Linked DNA regions of Bombyx mori: region 2 is linked to region 1. Evidence: chromatin contacts called from public Hi-C data. All regions are on one chromosome and are shown on one strand. Each heading gives the region's core, a stretch centred on a gene start, on an enhancer-like site or on the middle of the called end of the contact. The rest is flanking DNA. Distances are from core to core; before and after follow the strand shown.

Region 1 (5,675 bases), core at 2,410-4,909:
AAGATATATGACAGATAAGTAGGTACCTACACTTTAAAATGACCAAATGTTATTAAAGGTAGATCACCGATTTAAACAACTCTCTGGGTAGGTACTAAAAAGTAAAAACACAAACCGCGTTCAAAAGACACACCGTCTGTTGTGGATACTGCATTTTTAAATTATACATACCTATACATACTCCTCAATAAAAATGTACATTTGAACGTAGTGATTACTTGCTCAGTGTACGTTTGAATAGGAATTACCTATAATTCGCAGTTTAATATGGGCTAATTAGTTCTGAAATAATAATAAAACAAAAAGAGCTTCGCATCATTTAATACACCAATAGTTCTTTAGTTGTATTTCTTATCACATAATCTAACAATCTTATCCAAACGCGACAAAGCCGTCGTCGCTCGATACATGTCTTGTCGAATCCCCGGAATCACCCTCAGTGCTTTTAGGCCTCTCAATCACCAGTCACCGAACTCAAGCTAGGTCCGTAGCGAACTAACCCACAGCCACCGCCCACTGAGTGTCTCGTCGGATCTTCTCAGTGGGTCGCGTTTCTGATCCGGTCGTAGATTCTGCGAAGCACTGCTCTTACTAGGGCTAGTGTAAGCAAATCTCTCAGGTTGAGCCTGTGAGCTCACCTACCCGTCCGGGCGTAGCTGGAATAACCTCTTAGGCGAATAGGAAGGAAAAAAAAACCTAACAAATCATAATCATTGTAAGCAGCTAATTAACAGTCCATTATGGTTACAAGACAACTCACCGACCACCTGGTGTAAAGGCGGTTTCTGGAATCCAGACAGAACAATGCGAAATCTGCCAGCCATTTTGATACATGAGGAAAATAATCTCTTAACGATTTTACTGACATGAGTGTGAGTTTTTAATGCTCACTGGTACTACAAAGAGTTTACTAAATTTCACAAATTCTTTGATAACCCAAACTTTTCTTAGATTTTTATTATAATAGTTTTGTTCTAGAAATGGCAACTTGATTATTATTTATAAGCGTACACAAAAACTAATAAATTTGATCAATTTTAAAACTACATTATTTACATTTGAAAAATTGCTACCACAAACTCAGTACTGGTTATTTTTATAATTTTAGAATGAGTCTACACATCATCTTAGCTTATGACTTTCATAATTCAGTCTACACTTAAAATTAATTTATATACAAATGTATATACATATACATAATTAAATTATTATCACATCAACAGATCCCCATAATATAATTTCATTAGAAACTTTAAACAAGGGGTTTGACAGAATATGAATTACATAACTGAATAACTGCTAGAATAAATAACTAATGTGACACTGTTGGTTTCCCATTAGAAAATGAATTAATACATTTGATAGGTACATTATTAAGCTGTATGTACACTTCGCAAGGATAGTAGACTAGAATAGATTAATAATTGGATACTTTATTAGGAAATAGTAGTTTTACTAAAGTATAGGTAGAATAATACTGGTGGTAGGACCTCTTGTGAGTCCGCGCGGGTGGGTACCACCACCCTGCCTATTTCTGCCGTGAAGCAGTAATGCGTTTCGGTTTGAAGGGTGGGACAGCCGTCGTTACTATACTTGAGACCTTAGAACTTGTATCTCAAGGTGGGTGGCGCATTTACGTTGTGGATGTCTATGGGCTCCAGTAACCACTTAACATCAGGTGGGCTGTGAGCTCGTCTACCCATCGAAGCAATAAAAAAAAAAAAAAAAAAAGAATTTCAAAAGCTTGTGTGCTAAATAGAGATGGGCAGAACTTCTACTATGAGTTCCTTGTTCAATTTTAATTGAAATTTTGTGTCAGATGTAGCCATAAAATATTATTATTTAAATCAATTCTGGCGATTTCTAACCTTGCTAAGAGATTAGAGTGCTCTACGCAATCAAAAACACTTGATTAGTCTTAATATTTTTCTAATATTGATTTGCTGAAGTTATACTGTACTGTAAATAGGTTTATTTTAGGCTTTAAAACAGCTGTAAAAAATATAATATCTAAGTGAGAGAATAATTCAAAACACTTCATGATATAGTTTCTGTGCTGCAATAGATATATTACAGAACAGTTGGTATTAATGAAAAAAGGCACCTCAGCCAATCTATTCAACTTCAATGATGATATGTTATGAAAGAAACTAGAAATGTAAATGTAGTGCAAGTGTAAATAATTATTATTTGTGAACGGTTTGGGTATTAAAGAGACAAAATGTAGTTTTACAGTTTACAATTAAACACGACAGTCATGCAATAGACATAAAAGATACATCAAAACTATATCAGTAACAATTTTGCAACATCTTATAAATATATTGTATATAGCAGGACAACTGCTCTCTATACTCCTTACTTTTACCTAAATTTGGATAATTATTTTCTGTCACTCAGTCATTTCAACTTGAGTATTAAAATGAACACATACAGATATAGGTTAACACAAAGATATCCCCATTTTGGAGTATTATGAAGCACAAATATGGTATTAACATCACTCTCAATCACTGAGGACAATGTCATCAATCCAACACCAAATTTGATGCAAAATTATAAAAAATATCCCAAATGAACACTCAATTATTCATCAATGCTAATTATTTGTTTGTGGGACAATGTTTTTAATTCCAAACTCAATACCAAATCTATGTGATTAAATCAATCATGACACACCAGTAAATAAGTAATAAAAATAAATAACTGTGAACAAATGATACAATTATGTGGCCCCAAGCTAGGGTTCCGTGTTATGGGTACTAGAGACTGACATATAGTTAAATATATAAATAATAAACACCCAGATGAAGGGGAAACAAACCTGTTCATCACACGAATAATTGCTCAATGTGGGAAACAAACCCACATCCCTCAGCGACACAGTCAGAGGCGCTAACGACTGCACCATAACTGACTTATTATTTAGTCATTTACGAAACATAAATGAATATATATCGTTTATGATTTTACAAACTAAAATACATTTATCTTGATAAAAATTCTATGAAACATAGTACACCGAACATAATAACAGTTTTACTCCAAATTATTCACACAGTTGCTTTAAGTACTAGAACCATCACTATTGTTTCTGTTTTGTAATTCGGAAATACCGTATAACATCAACTTAATGTGTGCAGAAACCTGTGCTGCCCTGAGACGTACCTCATGAGATTTTTTTTCATAAGACTTTATTCTCGCCTCCAAAAATCTGTTGGCTTCTGATAATTTAAATTCTATGTAGTGATTCAATCCGATGTTCACAAGCAACGTATCGGTTTTGGACACTGACGCCTCCATGAAGAAATTACAACCAACGTTAACTTGTGTCTTGAAACCGGTGGGATGAATATTTTTGTTTGTTAACACTTTTAATGTGTGCTTCTGTTGTATTAAATCTGAAACTTCATTATTAAAAAACTCTAATTTCGTTTCTAGTTCTCTGAGGTCTTCTTTTAGTACTTCGTTTATGAAATTTTCGTATCTTGTTACGGTGTCGTCTATATTTGTTTGTGCCATTTTAAGGTTATAAATTTTCGATCTACTTATGTGAGAATATTCAAGTTCAATATTGATTTATTTAATTTTACGGTAACGGTGTAAATACTGAGAAAACACGTTTAATTATCAATCAAATTCAAACAATTTTTTAGTCAACTTGTGATAAAAAAATTAAGGAATTTTATGACCTGGTAACTAGGACCTTTAGGTCATATCTTATTTTAATTTATATTCTTATTTTTATGAAAAATGATAATATTGAGTGAAATGAACTGAAATGAGATAAGGTAATATGGTACGAAATATAATCTCAGTAAAAAGGTGGTCATTTATTGAGACTTTTTCAGTGGACTTTTGGATGATCCCGAGAAGTTACGTTCAGCGGCTTTGTTTCATTTTTCCACATTTGTGCACTTTCACAGATACTAAACAGTTAATAAACCACCGCTATTACACATTTACCCCTGGAGAAACACTAAATAAACAAAATAAAATAAATCATACAACTTCACTCCTCCCGTTCCCGCCAAAAAATCTATTTCTGTATTTCAAAGTTCAAAATTTAAAAAGATTGAGTCACTACTCATCGTATCATAGTGATGCTCTATAATCTGCATAAACTGATTCTTGGAAAACACTGGTTTTTATTTCAATACATCGCTTAAACTCCATTTAGATATTTAACCACTAATATAATATATAATATAATTTTTTCAATCTAAATTATTCGGTTTTCGGTAGTTGTAGTGACTTTTACGGTTTATTCTCTTGTCTTTTTTTTCAATGTGGTTAAAACATTTTATGAATTTTGAATTTAACAGAAATCGCAATATTGTGCCTCTTTCGGTATTTCCTAGATAGTCTTGTCATTCAAAATCACATGCTTAAAAACCTTAATGACATTTATATCCATTAGTTAGATATTTTATTTCTCCACTTTCCTAAAAGTTTTCCTTAAGCTACCAACGTCGGTACATACATAAATGTCGATACTTTGATTAGTCCCTAAAATTCGATAGCCATGCTAAAAAAAACTGCTACCTTGTTAATTCCCTAAAAACTATAATCCAACTTAATGGAGCTCAAGTTCATAGTACTTACGCTAGATGGCGTGCTCATACATGTATTTCAATTACTAAAATGCAAATTGTCAACAATTAATTTTTTACTAATTTATTTTGTAATTAACTGCTCAGACATTTCATTAAATAATTTCGAAATTTTCAAATAACATTCAAATCATAAAATATTGTTGTCTTAGTGTATTAGTCTGATTTGAGCTTAACGCTTTTTTGGCCGTGGAAGGATAGCGTTTGACCCGCAGACCTTGGCGAGTCACTAAGAGAAGCGAGCAAACTCGAAAGCCACGAAGAGAGGGAGGGAATGCCAAGCAGCTCCAAGGCAAATGCTTCGCGTGTACATCCACCCGCGGATTTAAATCACAATCCGCTGAGAATCAATGAGAAGCTTAGCGGCCTAAGTGTGGACTAATTGCCACATCAAGGGCTTCGGCGAGTTCGACGAATACGTTGTCTGTGCCTTGGTTGCTACCGACGTTAGTATTAGTAGCGTCCAACACTCAGGTACCAGGAGCGTGGGGCGTCCTCCAACCAGGTGGACCGACGACTTAGTGCGCACGGCAGGAAGTCGTTGGATGCGGAAGGCGGAGGAGCGCATTCTATGGAAGGCATTGGGGAAGGGCTATGTCCAGCAGTGGGCAGATAAAGGCTGATGATGATGAAGATGATGAACACTCAGAGTGGTTCAAAAGTCTCTAGGTCTAAGGCGTCGGCGGATACGTCGGCTGTGTGAGTCGAGGTGTCGTTGTCAGAAGTCACGTTAACTGTATTATTGTGTTCCATCACTAACACTAAGCCATTCTTTTTTTCGTACCTAACTTAGGGGGTTATTCTAGCATAGGAGGGCTTCTGGTTGTTGTGTTGACCGCGGGAACCTCCTTACACTGACCCCAGACGGAGATCGGACGTTGGGTGTCAAAGTACAGGGGAGTCGTTTAGTGCGGTAGAGCCCTAAAAATATTCTTGGGCCCGCGGTGTGCGTCGCGGACCAGTCCCACATACCCCGCAAGATCCCTAGGCGCGGGAATCTCTTTGGAAGTTCGGACCACGGCTTGAAAAAGAAAAGCGTAATCGGGCGAGTCTAAGGAGCAT
Region 2 (5,684 bases), core at 3,018-5,517, 66 kb after region 1:
GAATGATATTGAATTTCTCACCAATAAAACGATACATTTATTTTTCCTATTAGTTCAATTTTCGATGTGAGCAAGACCACAAATGTAACGTAACTAATAATTCTTTAAGTTAAATAGACTTTTTTATCATGTTTAGTTTTTTTTAAGTTTTCATTTGTAAAGAAACTTACAGCCCACCTAATAATGAATGTGCAGTGTGAGATAAGTCTGTTCGACTAACGCATTAAAAAAAGTAAATACAGTTTCAAATTTCAAAAATCATGCAATTTTTTTTTTATTGCTTGGATGGGTGGACGAGCTCACAGCCCACCTGGTGTTATGGTTACTGGAGCCCATAGACATCTACAACGTAAATGCGCCACCCACCTTGAGATATAAGTTGTAAGGTCTCAGTATAGTTAATTTAAAGTTAATCGGACGTATTGAAGTCTTTAAAAAATGCGTAATTTTTTTTTAGATACAGGCTAAGCTAATTTGATCCTTTTAAAAATACGGCTATAAAGTCCTTGGAACTGAACATTTTTGTTTCGCGGCTGAAATTCGGGTTTATCACGTGCATTGACAACATGTTTCACCACCGCTATAGGAACTAATAAATGTAGATATTAATATATATAATTGTAAAGGCGATTACATGCAGCAAAGATGCGAATGTTGCGATGGGTGTGTGGAGTAACGAGAATGGATAGAATACGGAATGAAAATGATAGAGGAAGTCTGAAAGTGGCACTTGTGACAGAGAAGCGGAGAAGTGCGCGTTTGGGATGGTATGGACATGTGATGAGACGAAATGAAAATGAGGTTGGTAAGAGAATGTTATTATAACTATGAATGTGGAAGGATATATGGAAAAAGGTAGACCTAAGAAGAAATGGATAGATTGCGTGAAAGACGATATGGGTAAGAGGGGAGTGAGCGAAGAAATGGTATATGATAGAAGAGTATGGAAGGAGAAAACATGTTGCGCCGACCCCAGGTGACTGGGAGAAGGGCAGGATAATGAAATGATGATTAATATATATAATTATAATATTATGTAATAATAATATATAGCTGATAAATGAAAACAGGACGATAAAGTTGACGTTCTTTACAAACGTCAAACAACTTCATTCGGAATAACTTAAAATAAGTACGTAAGAACAGTTTACAGGCGGTAATTCAGAAGTAATGTGGTCTTCGGACGGTCAGAACTTGTTTTATTGTTTGACCGTCAAAGTTTACGGTCCATTCACGTGTTGAGTGTTCAGTGCTCGCCAACTTTCCATGTACTATTGTAGATTGCTATAATTTAGCAAATATTTGTTTTGTATTCGTTATCAAAATTTGATTCTATTTATGTATATGGCTATCCCAATTTGCGTCACTGGCCGTTATTGTGGCTGTTATCGGCGACTTCAGTAGTGATTCGTTTGGTTTGAAGGGTGGGGCAGCCGTTGTAACTATAGTGAGACCTTATAACTTATATCTCAAAGCGCCACCAGCGCTTTTACATTGTAGATGTCTATGGGCGCCGGTAACCACTTAACAGCAGGTGGGCTGTGAGTTCGTCCACCCGTCAAAGCAATAAAAACTACCTAATCGTAATCGCGTTTGTATTAGAAAATGAAATAGTGAGGTTTTATTGAACTTGTAAAATTTATATGTATGTTTAGGTAAAACCTGGCAAGTAAAATTTGAACGACTTTGCCTTAGCTTACAGATTTAACTTTTTACAAGTTGGATCCGTTTCGATGACCATGGCATGGCACTTAAATCCGTTTACAAACGCGAAGTCTTATTCTGATCATTACCGTTAGATTTTTTTTATGTTTATTTTTAAAAACGTCTTTTTTATTGTAATAATTAGAATTTATTCCTTAAAATTGGCTTTATGTAGATATTCTAGAAAATGTAACTTTGGGCAGTTCATCCTATCTGTAATACGGGAGCCCATCATGATTAACAACTCTAGTTTTTTTTCATGAGTTTACAATTGAAAAAAAATTATAAAAGACGAATTCGAAATTTTCTGAATCGAGATTCGGTTATCAATGTTTTGAACATAAACGACAAAGATAGTCGCCATCAGATGGGTCGTCCGCATACTAGCGTCCGAATGCAATAAAAAAACATCTAATTTATCATAGATTTCAATGCAATTATGTTACGATAATTCTTTTTTGCTAAAGCTTGTGTAGTGATTATGACTGTTTTTCTTTTTTTTTATTGCATAGATGCTCACAGCCTACCTGGTGTTAAGTGGTTACCGGAGCCCATAGACATCTACAACGCGGGATTTACCCGCCACCTACCTTGATATATGAGTTCTAAGGTCTCAGAATAGTTACAACGGCTGCACCGCCTTTCAAACCGAAACGCATTACTGCTTTACGACAGAAATAGGCGGGGCGGTGATACCTACTCGTGCGGACTCACAAGAGGTCTTACCACCAGTAAACCACCATTTATCGTAATGTTTCCGCTTTAAAACCTAGGGCAGCCAATGCAATAAAGAATTCGACTTTAAGGCAGAAACCCAGAGGTTCAATTAAATTTTAATTTATTTATTTTATTAGGCTCACAATACACATCACAAGCTAAAGATACATAAAAAACACAAATAGAAAAAAACAAAATCTGGCCTGCAACATAAGTTATGTGCGCACGACAAAACAAGACATATAGTGCTGAATTTGTATAACAACGTTCTTTACAATTATGACAAAACAACACAATAACAAAAACTAATCTAACGAATAATGTAAGGAAAAAAAAATTATACACAATATAATACATTAAACAATTACATTAACCTACCTATTACTAACGTGGAGGATGTCCTTGAACATTTTTCTAAACGTAACTAACAAGTAAAAATATCTAACTCAGGTGACGACCTTGCCAGTTCGTTATAGGTACGACACATTCGGGTAATGGGATTATAGTAAGATATATTGTTTTTGTAAATTAGCAATTCAAACAAATTATTTTGGTTGACCCTTCGAGCACTAAATTTAATGTTTAGTGAAATCTGAGATCACGTAATCAATGCCTCAGTCGTGTAAATTAAAAACAAATATGAATATACAATATAACAAACTAGGTTTTAAAAAAGATTCGTGCATCAGCTACAAGCACGGGTGTGTAATTAAAGGCCATTTTCATAATAACATGTCATTAGGTCTGCTTTAAACAATATTGAAGTTCGTGGCTACTCTTTGATTGCGGTGAATTAAATCGCAAATAATACGCTACAATGTAGAGGCAATGACAAAGAGACGGGCTCGAGTGCACAAATTACTTTATTAGCAGACCACTTGTTATTCCTTTGATTCAAAGCTAATTCAAAATTGATTGGTGGTCTTAGGTTTGAAAACGTTAAAATGATTTCTTTCCGTGTATATTTAGTTGACATTGTAGTAGGTACGCTGTTAATTAATTTAATGAGGATCCGTCGGGAATGGACTCTTTAATTATTATCGAAAATTAACAATTATTTTATTCGATTTCTAAAAAAATTGTGTTTCTTAGGTTTTTGTGCGGATACAAAATAAGCTTAGTCAGATTGTTGTAATGTTAGATGTATTTTCCCCCTACCTATTCTTTGGTAGCCTAAGAGGCTATTTCAGCTACGCCTGGACGGGTAGGTGAGCTTACGGGGTCACCTGAGAGAATTTTGCGAACACTAGCCCTAGCAAGAGCAGTGGTTCACAGAAGTCGTCGTGGCCTAAAGGATAAGACGTCCGGTGCATTCGTATCTAGCGATGCAACGGTGTTTGAATCCCGCGAGTAGGTACCAATTTTTCTAATGAAATACGTACTTAACAAATGTTCACGATTGACTTCCACGGTGAAGGAATAACATCGTGTAATAAAAATCAAACCCGCAAAATTATAATTTGCGTAATTACTGGTAGTAGGACCTCTTGTGAGTCCGCACGGGGTAGGTACCATCGTACCACCTGCGTATTTCTGCCGTGAAGCATTAATGCGTTTCGGTTTGAATGGTGGGCCAGCCGTTGTAACTATACTGGAGACTTTAGAACTTATATCTCAGGGTACGTGGCGCATTTACGTTGTAGATGTCTATGGGCTCCAGTAACCACTTAACACCAGGTGGGCTGTGAACTCGTCCACACATCTAAGCAAAAAAAAACTACCACCGGATCAGAAACGCGACCCCCTGAGAAGATCCAGCGAGATACTCAGTGGGCTATACATGTGTGACCAGTTTACCTGTATCGGCGCGCAGTGTCGTCGCTACAAGGGCGCGGGCCGTGGCGAGTGTCGCCCCGTCGTCAGCTGGAGGGGCACCAGACGCGGCGGGACCTCGGGCGCCAGCACGTATCTCGGAGAGCAACATAGCGCGGCCACATCCTTGCGCGCCGACAACTCCAGCGCTCCGTAGCACAACGAATACTGCTGCAATCGCCATTGATGCATCATCCAATAACCTGTAACGGTCCGGACGTTTCAGTCGCAATGTACATATGAATAATGCAAAGCTGTGTAATGTTAGTTCAGCTCGGCAAATCGAACGTACCTTGTTATTTTAGCTATTGTCGGTGATACGTTTAGGCCAGCGGTCGGGGGGGGAACCGGGCTAAATTATCCCAAATGGGGTAAAAATGAAACTTTTGTGAGTAAAAAGTATATATTGAAGTGAAACTTCTTTATAATCGTTGTGATTTAAAATTATCGTGGGGTCTATAATATGAAAGATGCTAAAAAGAAGCGATTTCGTTTTTTTTTTTGTTGTTCTTCGCCATCGGTAATATCAACTTACATAAAAATATTTTAGGGTAATAATTAAAAAAGTTCCCCGATCGCTGGTTTAGGCCATGCGTCATCTTAACAGTTTTGTAATCAATAATCCGATTTCTTTATAGAAGATTAGTTCTTTCTATTTTATGTTTGAATTGAATTTGTTTTGTGATAGATGCCGCATCGCCTACCGTATTTTTTATTTAAATTAATATCAATCAATAAATAAGTTACAGCGTTTAACGTATCGTTCGCTATAGCATTGATTGAACAATAAATTAATTTGCAAGAGTATTTCTAATAAATCCAAAATAATGGCTTAAACGACATTGGCAATGCGATGGTCTGTACTCACTTATGTCTTCCGGAAATCGAACGATTTCCTCATTGCGATGCCGAAGGTGTAGCTCGCAGAACACTGGATCAAAAATATTTACTCCCGTTTCTGTGTAGGCTTTAGTTTTATAAATAAAATCGACAGTAATTTTAAACGTAATATTTTACTGTCTTAAATTATCTTGAAATTTGAAGTCGTCGTGGCCTAAAGGATAAGACGCCAGGTGCATTCGTAGGAAGCAATGCGACTGTACCCGGGTTCGAATCCCGCTTGCAGGTACCCATTTTTCTAATGAAATATAAAATAGCTACGAGTATACGTTACTACTACACAATTGAGACATGTATATCATGTTTCAAGACGGGTCGGCGGGAATAACGTTGTGACTGACATCTATGGACCCTTGTTACCACTCAACAATTAGGTGGTCTCTGTTAGGTGAGCTCTTTCTCAGATCTATGCCACGAAGACTGAAAGCAATGATTGTATTTTGAGTACATTTAAATTTGTAACTCGTCACCGCTCCAATCTTATTTCTAGATAAACAGCAATGAACATCTTGAGCAATGGTAATCCAGACCAAGACATTTGTAGGCAGATA

What was found. Hi-C and Micro-C count contacts between places; a contact is called where the count stands out from the background.
Region 2: a contact with region 1 is called in a Hi-C map of whole pupa, with 5 times the contacts expected there. The contact joins the enhancer-like site here to the promoter of LOC101738240 in region 1. A contact is called at or near these places in 2 of 7 Hi-C or Micro-C datasets (both in whole pupa).

What each region holds. Positions count from the first base shown.
Region 1 is chr25:10,587,048-10,592,722 of ASM3026992v2, forward strand. LOC101738240 (protein UXT homolog) reads right to left here and starts at 3,660. Exons shown (of 1, transcript XM_062676197.1): 1 at 2,961-3,660. The coding sequence starts at 3,522. The coding sequence ends at 3,067.
Region 2 is chr25:10,652,069-10,657,752 of ASM3026992v2, forward strand. Dsx (doublesex) reads right to left here. Exons shown (of 5, transcript NM_001111345.1): 3 at 4,339-4,436; 4 at 4,219-4,337. The coding sequence ends at 4,281. Among protein-coding and RNA genes, the nearest start is that of LOC101738240, 64 kb to the left of the region's middle. Within about 2 kb of position 4,268, at least 6 of the 8 cell types and tissues checked have open chromatin away from gene starts, as enhancers often do.